Linked DNA regions of Pan troglodytes: region 2 is linked to region 1. Evidence: chromatin contacts called from public HiChIP or PLAC-seq data. All regions are on one chromosome and are shown on one strand. The core of a region is the stretch at or near the end of the contact, and the rest is flanking DNA. Distances in the headings are between cores, read along the strand shown. Region 1 holds the start of DDN (dendrin). Region 2 holds the start of DDX23 (DEAD-box helicase 23).

Region 1 (3,967 bases), core at 889-3,388:
AGTGCGCTCCTCCAGTGAGGAGTCCCCCGGCCTCCCGCCCTCAGCTTCGCCCCCGCGGCCCCCGCCGGGCTGGTGTAAAAGGCGACTGCTCGACAGCCGCTTTTGGCAAGGGGAAGGAAAGACCGTGGCCCCTTCACCCTCCTCCTTGCCGGGCTTCGATTGGCTGGGGGAATCCCCCACCACGCGTGTCACCCCAGAGGGCAAAAGCTGCACCTGCTGGGTTCGGGGGGTTGGAACATATTGGGATCGTATCACTACGCACGTGGCGTCAATGACAAAGACGCCTTCCCCACGGGACAGGCCCTGGGAACTGCGGGGCAAGGTGTGGGCACGGCGGGTCGCCTTCCAACCCTCCAGGGTCTCCGGTCCTGCCCCCTCTCCAAGACCCAGAGATTCTCTCCATCCGGTGCCTCCGGGAGCCCAGGGTCTGGGGAGTGTCTGGCTATGGCGGGGCGGCTGCTTTTTAGGGGAGGGAATCCAGCATTTGGGAAACCAGATCTGTTCTCTTCCTTCTTTCCCTTCCCTCGAGCCCGTGAGGTGGTGCCTGGATCTGGGAGCGGGACGCGGGGCACAGGGAGCCGCAGTTGCAGACCCCGCAGGAGCTATCTCGGTGCCTGCGCTCCCTGTAGCTTTGGCTTGGGGATGGCTGTCGCTACCACTGTTCAGGTCAGCAGCAGCCAGCCCCAGGCTTTTCTCCACGACCCCCTTGCCGGGCTCTGGCCTTGCTCTGGCCGCTCCACAGCCTGGGGATCCCCCCAAGAGACCTTGCCCCTGTCGGAGACCCCAAGCCCCGAGGACGTCCCGGTAGATCCGAGGATCCAGCCTCTTCTTTGTGCGCCCTCCCTCTGTCCTGGCTGGAGTCGCAGCTGGGGCTGATGAAGCGGGCACCTGGGAGTTCCCGGGGCCTCTCTTAGTCCCCAAGGTCCTATGGGGGCCTTCGTAAGAAGGTGGAGCCACATAGGGTGGCGGCCGGTCCCAGCGGCGTCGTGGGGCCGTCCCGGCAGAACCTCTCAGCAGCAGGTGAGCCTCGTAGCTTGGGGGCCCGGGCCGCCGACCTCCCCAGGGCCCCGCCCACGCCGACCCTGGGTCGCTCTGCGGCTGCGCGGATGGACGGGGCGCTCGCCCCACAGGCGCCAGGCGCTCCGGCCGCAAGGGAGCAGGGAGCCCTGCCAGCTGGGCCACCCGAGGGGCGTTGCGGGGCTCCGGGCGGGGCCGACCCGGGGGGCTCCGTCGGGCCCCACCAGCCTTGCGCCTTTTTCGCTCGGTCTCCTTGGCCTCCCGCTCCTGCGACGCCGCTTTCCTTTTCTCTTGCTCCCGAGCTCGGACCTCGGCCAGGGGCCCCGCCCGCCAGTTGGTCGCCTCCTGCAGCACCCTGGAGGCCCAGGGCCGGCGGGGCGGCGGCTGTGGGGATCCCGGGCGCGGCCCACACCTGGGACAATGAGCAGGAACCCAGGTGAGCAGTTTGTGGGGGAAGGGAGCCGAGGTCCGGGGAGCTGGGAGCACTGGAGACCACTTGGGGCAGCCATGTGAAGGGGTGTGTGTGAGTGTGTGCGCGTGTGCACGTGCGTATATGTTAGGACTGAAGTCGAAGCGGGACTCCTCGCCATCTCTCCATGCACACTTTAACAGCGTCTGCCCCATCTCACCTCCTGCCCTTTCTCACACCCACTTCTGTTCCCCCAAACAACGGGATGAGTCAGGCCCCAGCCCTCGGGAGCGGGCAGGGGTGGAAGACGTGGGAAAGAGAAGGGGGACCAGCAGTGCTCGCTGGTGCCTGCGGGGAGGTCCGGACCCCACTCCCCGCCCCACCACTCTCTTCCCCTCACCCCTGCTTCACTCACGTGCGGTTCTGGAACCCGCGAGCCCAGTGGCTGGCCTGGAAGTCCATGGGCTGTCGAGAAGGGGCGCGGCGACTATAATGACAGGAAATAGTCTTCACTTCTATCACCAATAGCTTGGACTTCTGCACCCAGAGGCAGCTGCCAGACTCCTCATCCTGGAGCTCCCGGGGGCTGTCAGGCCCCTCGGAGAACAGTGGGCCATCCAGCATCCTGCCCCACCCCACCCCGGCCCCCCACCCTCCCACCCGCCCCAGGAGCCCCCTCCCAGCCCAGGGAGCCGGCGCCCACTGCAGAGCCGCGGGCCCGGGGACTGGGAACTATATATACCCGGGCACACGTGTGTGTGCCTGTCTCTGTGTGTGCGCGCGCATGTGACACCGCGCGGACTGCTCCGCGCTGCTACCTCCCCCATGTGCACGGCCGCCCCCTGGGGCCCGGGATTGGACGCCCCTTCCCACTGCTGTTGTCCCCCAAGCCTGATGGGATCGCACGAGTGGGCGGGGGAGGGACTTATGATTCTTGCCAAGCTGACAGTGCCCCCTCCCCCGCCCCTATTTCTTCAACCTTCCTGCCGTTTTAACCCTTTACTCTCCTGCTTGTCAGGTTGCCTGACCACCAGGGTTCTGCCCCTGGCTTCCTGCCTCAGATTTCAGTTTCCCCAACATAGAGTGATGAGATTGGAACTCAAGGTCTCTGCCTGCCACTCTGCTGGTTTCCATGGGGCTGGGGTGCAGGAGGGGCTGGCCCACGGCTGGGGGGCTATTTTTAGCGGCAGTGGCTGTTCGGGTGCAGAGATGAGATGAGTAACCAGCTCCCATGCGGTGGAGAGAGGAGGCGGTGGCTTTTACCAAGCTTTTGTGCGACTCTGAGGGAGAGCTGCCTTCCCTAAGCTCAAAAAGGGTGACCCCTACACCCGTATCTCCTTGTCAGCTCAGTGCTGCAACCTAGGACTGCTGGTACAGCAGGACACAGGCGTCTGCCTTGGCCACCCAAGCTGCCCTACCAGTTCCATTCTACATGTTTGTCCTTGGGCAGCCAGGGAGCCCTCCCACAGCAGCAGGCTTTCACCTCCAATCCAGAAGCCAGGATTTGGGGGTTATATTGTTCTGTGCCCACACAGCCTGCCCAGCTTTATGGAGGACAGAGTAAGTGCTTATGCACTCTCACCCTTCCAGAGGGGGATGGAGGAGAAATGATGTGTTTGCTTGGCAAAACTAATCCCCTAGCAACTGAAATGATAAAAGTGGCCTTTATTTTTTTCAATGTAGAACTCCCCCTCACCACCACCACAATGCCTAGTTCACTCAGCCCCCACCTTAAGTGGTGCTCCAGATGCTCACCTTTTGGGCTGCCTCTGTCCTGGGGGGCTGTTGCTTATATCCACATGATCCCTCCTCCTAAGCTTATACCAGGTGTCCCCTGATTCACCATGGTAATGTTAGTGGCAGCACAGCCCACGCCAACCCTTCCATGCAGAGACTTAGCAACCATGCCTGGCAACCATGGCAGCAGCTTCAGTGGAGGGGAGCAGTGCAGAGAGAGGGGAAAGAGAGTGTGTGGGGCATGGTTCCTCGGGAAGAAGGGATAATTTGCCTCTCTGGAGAGGAATAGTAAGAATAGAAGCTTGTGAGTCTCCCAAATTTCATCCCTTGTCTCTCCCTCAGCTTCGTCCTCACACTGAGACGGATAGGTTGGGTTTTAGAGGGAAATGGGAGAAGCAAGAGTTCCCAATTAGTTTTCCGCTAATGTACATGGAGCCCTTTGGGTCCAGACCCTTCCTTTTAAGGGGAAGGGGAACAACCAGAAAGGTTGTGGGGCAGAGACTGACAGACTGAGAAACAACTCAACAAAACCAGGCCTCTGCTCCCTAACACAAACCTTTAGAGAGAACGCAAACATCCCGTCCCATCCACCCTACCCTCCTTGATTCCACACACCTGCCAGCTGCACTGATGACTTGACTCGAAGATGCTTCCTTCCACCCTAGGTCCTACTAGAGTCCTGAGGCTTTTTAAAGCCCTTGCCTCCTCCCTAGGCAAATCTTCCTTAATGAGGGAATGTGACATAAGGGGCCATCTGTCCTTTCCACCATGTGCTTACCCTCCTGACACATAAACATACTCTAA
Region 2 (3,967 bases), core at 768-3,267, 150 kb before region 1:
AGTATATTTTGGAGGCAAAGCTAACAGGACTTACTAAGGAAGAAGCAGAAAGAGCAGACACAAAGATAGCTCCTAAATTTATAGTTTCAGCAACCTAATAGTTTGTGGTGCCATAGCAAACAAACTGGAGAAGGCTAGGGAACGAACAGATTTAAGAGGAAATCAAACGTTTCATTTTGGCCAGGTTGAGTGTGAGAATATCTGTGGAGATTCCCAGAAGGCAAAGAGAAATGCAAATCTGAACTTAGGGGAGAGGGTCTGTAGACAAAAACTTGAGTCACCAATACACAGATAGCTTTTAAAGCCATGGGACACTAAATGATATTACCTAAGTAGGCAGCATAGTGAAAGAAAAAAATAGAGAAGAAGCTCCAGAATTGAGCTCTGGAACACTTTAACAGGAGTTAGCCACGGGATGAATCAGAGAAAAAGACTGAAAAGAACTAGCAGCCAGTGAGAAAAGACAAAGAAAAGCATAGCAACGAAGAAGCCAAAAATATGTTTCAAGGAGGGAGGGGTCAACTGTGTCAAGTACCACCGAAGTGGAGAGGGAATAAGGGACAGGTAAGTAACCACTGAATTTGAAAAAATGGAGATTATTGGTGACCTTGACAAGAGCTGTTTCAGTGGCATTGCCGGAATGGAAGCCTGAGTGGAATGAGTTTGGAAGAGAATGAAAAATGAGAGAAGACAGTAAATACAGGCAACTTTTATTACAGGTTCTATTATCACAAGGGCAAAATAACCAGGCTGACTCTGGCCATGCTTCCCAGCGGCCTTCCTCTCAAACCTCCAGATCTTCAGGTCCTCAGTTCTTGCAGGGCAGGGGCACATTCTTTTTTTTCATTCAATGACGTATTTAACAAGCATCTACTGTACGCAAGGCACAGTGCTAGGTGCTATATGAGTTACAAAAATAAATTCTGTTCACAGGAAGTGTTTAGAACAACAGGGTTATGAGGTCGGACGCGGTGGCTCACGCATGTAATCCTAACACTTTAAGAGGCCGAGGCAGGTGGGTTGCCTGAGCTCAGGAGTTCGAGACCAGCCTGGGGAACACGGTGAAACCCCGTCTCTACTAAAAATACAAAAAATTAGCCGGGCGTGGCGGCGTGCGCCTGTAATCACAGCTACTCGGGAGGCTGAGACAGGAGAATCGCTTGAACCCGGGAGGCGGAGGTTGCAGAGAGCCGAGATCGTGCCATTGCACTCCAGCCTAGGCGACAGAGCGAGACTCCGTCTCAAAAAAAAAAAAAAAAAAAAAAACCAAAAGAAAAAAAAGAACAATAGGGGGTATGAGACACATACCAAGAAGAGTATCAAGGCTCAGATGTAGTAATACAGGTGTTCAAAGGCGTTTCCTTTCACTTGTAAAAGGTGATGTGGAAGGCTTGGAAGAGGAAGTGACGCTTGAGCCTTTAAGTAGAATTTTAAGATATGTAATTAAGGACGCGGAAAAGAAGTCATTCCCGGCAAAAGAAATAATACGGGCGGCGCAGAGGCGGGAAAACATGGACTGACTGCGAGAGAAAAGCCAGAGTTCCAGTTTGGCTGCACCAAAGGCTACTTTAAGCATGAAAGAATAAGATCAGACTGGGGGTATCAGAGGCGCTGTGCCCATAGGCAGAGTCCTGGGAGGAAAATATCGTGCAGGGACGTGGCCTGTGCCCGGAGGAGCCAACACTACCCCTGGGGCCCGCGCCCCTTCACTCCAGCCCGCCCGAGCTTCCCGGGTTCATGCCCCTTCTCTGAGGCGTTCTTTCCCGCCTCGTCCAGGAGGCAGGGGCCACCGCCGTGCCCTGACTCTAGCCCTTTCTGTAAGCTCGTGGGAACCGCCTCCACCGCCCGGAACTCACCACCCTGAGTCTGAACCGCCCAACGCGGCCTCAACGTCGCGGAGCCGTCGCCATCTTTCCCGTTTCCTGGTCGCGGAGATGAACACCCACCCCCCCCCGCCCAGGCCGCGAGGCAAGCTGGGAAGGCGAGTTCCTGGAGCTGGGCGACACAGGCCGACACTGAGGCCTGGAAACTACCAATCCCAGAATGCATGACTTGAGCGCCGGCCCCAGGCTGCGGGGTCTGCCGGGCAATGTGGTTTGCCAGACGTTAGCGTCCGGGAAGGAAGAGTTTTTCGCCAATAGGCTTTCGGCATTAGGTTCTCCCGCCGAGCACCCTTCTTGGAATCGGCTGGTCTTCCTAGAAACTACAGTCTATGACTGTCGTTGCCCGTGGCTTACAGTGGAGGAATTTAAGGGCTTCCTGAGATATCTATAGTACGTAATTATAGCTAACAACCGCAGTAACAACAATAAATACCATTCGTGGAAAAGCGGTTTTTATAACAATTCTGTGAGAATGGGGCTAGCCCCATTTTACAGTTGGACAAATTAAAGATTAGGTTACCGGAGTAGCTTCACAAGGAGGGTGATGCAGTTCTCCATTGTGTGTGGAACTATCCCAGGCTTAGGAGGACGTTTTAGCAACCTTGGCCCCTGCAGCCGGGTGAATGCCATAACAACCCCCAGTTATTGTTACAGCTCCAAATGAGCCCACACAATGGGCTCTAAAGTCCTCCCGGAAGGATGGTATCTCCTGGGCTCTAGCACCTGTTTTCTCAACATTCCAGATGGAACCCTGGTTTCCTCAATTTCTTGCCCTTTGGAATGTGACCAATTGTTGAGCTATCTTGGTATTTTTGCTTCTTTCTTCCCCCAGATTCCCCTACTTCAGTCTTCCACTGAGTTTTGTTGTTGCTGTTGTTGTTGTTGTTGTTGTTTGTTGTTGTTTTAACCTCAAATCGTAAGTTCACTTTGTGTTTCTCTTTGGTCTTATGGGTTCATAACTCTTTCCCTCAAAACAAAACAAAACATTGCAGTTGCGGAAACGGTTTAGATAACCAGAAGTATCTCGGACCTCCCTTCCCATTTTGCCAGCAGCAGGTTTGTTGCTTCAATTCCACATGGCTGTAGGTCTGCCTTTTCTCTCTGAATATGCCCAAGCTCTCAAGCAGAGCCTCAGGATAGACCCAAGTAATCCTAAAGCCCTGAGCATCACGTACAATGGCCCAAAGTAACCCTCGGAGACACACACTTCTCTTAGAACCTGCAGCCTTTCACCTCCCAGCTTCTACTCCAGAGAGAACGGAAGGGAAAGAAGAGAGCTCTGAGATCTGTTAGGTGTAATTCACCACAAAAGCACGAGAGGGCGCTCGACTCACAGATTCACAGATTAAACTAAGAATCAGACCAACCATGGTAGGCCAGAATCTTCAAAAACTGCAGCCACTTTTTATTGAGAATCTTCTAAGTGCTCAGCTCTGGGCTGGACACTTAACCTACCTTATTTGTTTTACTTAGTTCTCATAGCAGTATGAGATGAGTGCTATCTCCATTTTACTGGTAAGGAGATTGTGGCCCAGAAAGAGTAATTATGCCTTCGAAGGCCACATAGTTAAAAGAATGGGCCAGGTTGAGGGGCGCCTCTGCCTGGCCGCCCCTACTGGGAAGTGAGGAGCCCCTCTGCCCGGCCAGCCGCCCCGTCCGGGAGGGAGGTGGGGGGGCCAGCCCCCCGCCCAGCTAGCCGCCCCGTCCGGGAGGGAGGTGGGGGGGGGTCAGCCCCCCGCCCGGCCAGCCGCCCCGTCCGGGAGGTGAGGGGCGCCTCTGCCCGGCCGCCCCTACTGGGAAGTGAGGAGCCCCTCTGCCTGGCCACCACCCCGTCTGGGAGGTGTACCCAACAGCTCATTGAGAACGGGCCATGATGACAATGGCGGTTTTGTGGAATAGAAAAGGGGGAAAGGTGGGGAAAAGATTGAGAAATCGGATGGTTGCTGTGTCTGTGTAGAAAGAAGTAGACATGGGAGACTTTTCATTTTGTTCTGTACTAAGAAAAATTCTTCTGCCTTGGGATCCTGTTGATCTATGACCTTACCCCCAACCCTGTGCTCTCTGAAACATGTGCTGTGTCCACT

The links. HiChIP or PLAC-seq counts read pairs in DNA pulled down with a chosen protein or histone mark.
Region 2: a contact with region 1 is called in an H3K4me3 HiChIP or PLAC-seq map of stem cell-derived excitatory neurons, with 4 times the contacts expected there. The contact joins the promoter of DDX23 here to the promoter of DDN in region 1. A contact is called at or near these places in 1 of 7 Hi-C or Micro-C datasets (stem cell-derived neural progenitor cells) and 1 of 1 datasets of contacts at active chromatin or transcription factors (stem cell-derived excitatory neurons).

The regions. Positions count from the first base shown.
Region 1 is chr10:46,868,628-46,872,594 of NHGRI_mPanTro3-v2.0_pri, reverse strand. DDN (dendrin) reads right to left here and starts at 2,138. Exons shown (of 2, transcript XM_003313727.7): 1 at 1,842-2,138; 2 at 1-1,429. The coding sequence starts at 2,050. LOC107967523 (a long non-coding RNA gene) reads left to right here and starts at 1,320. Exons shown (of 2, transcript XR_001708000.4): 1 at 1,320-1,453.
Region 2 is chr10:47,013,678-47,017,644 of NHGRI_mPanTro3-v2.0_pri, reverse strand. DDX23 (DEAD-box helicase 23) reads right to left here and starts at 2,017. Exons shown (of 17, transcript XM_509035.8): 1 at 1,857-2,017.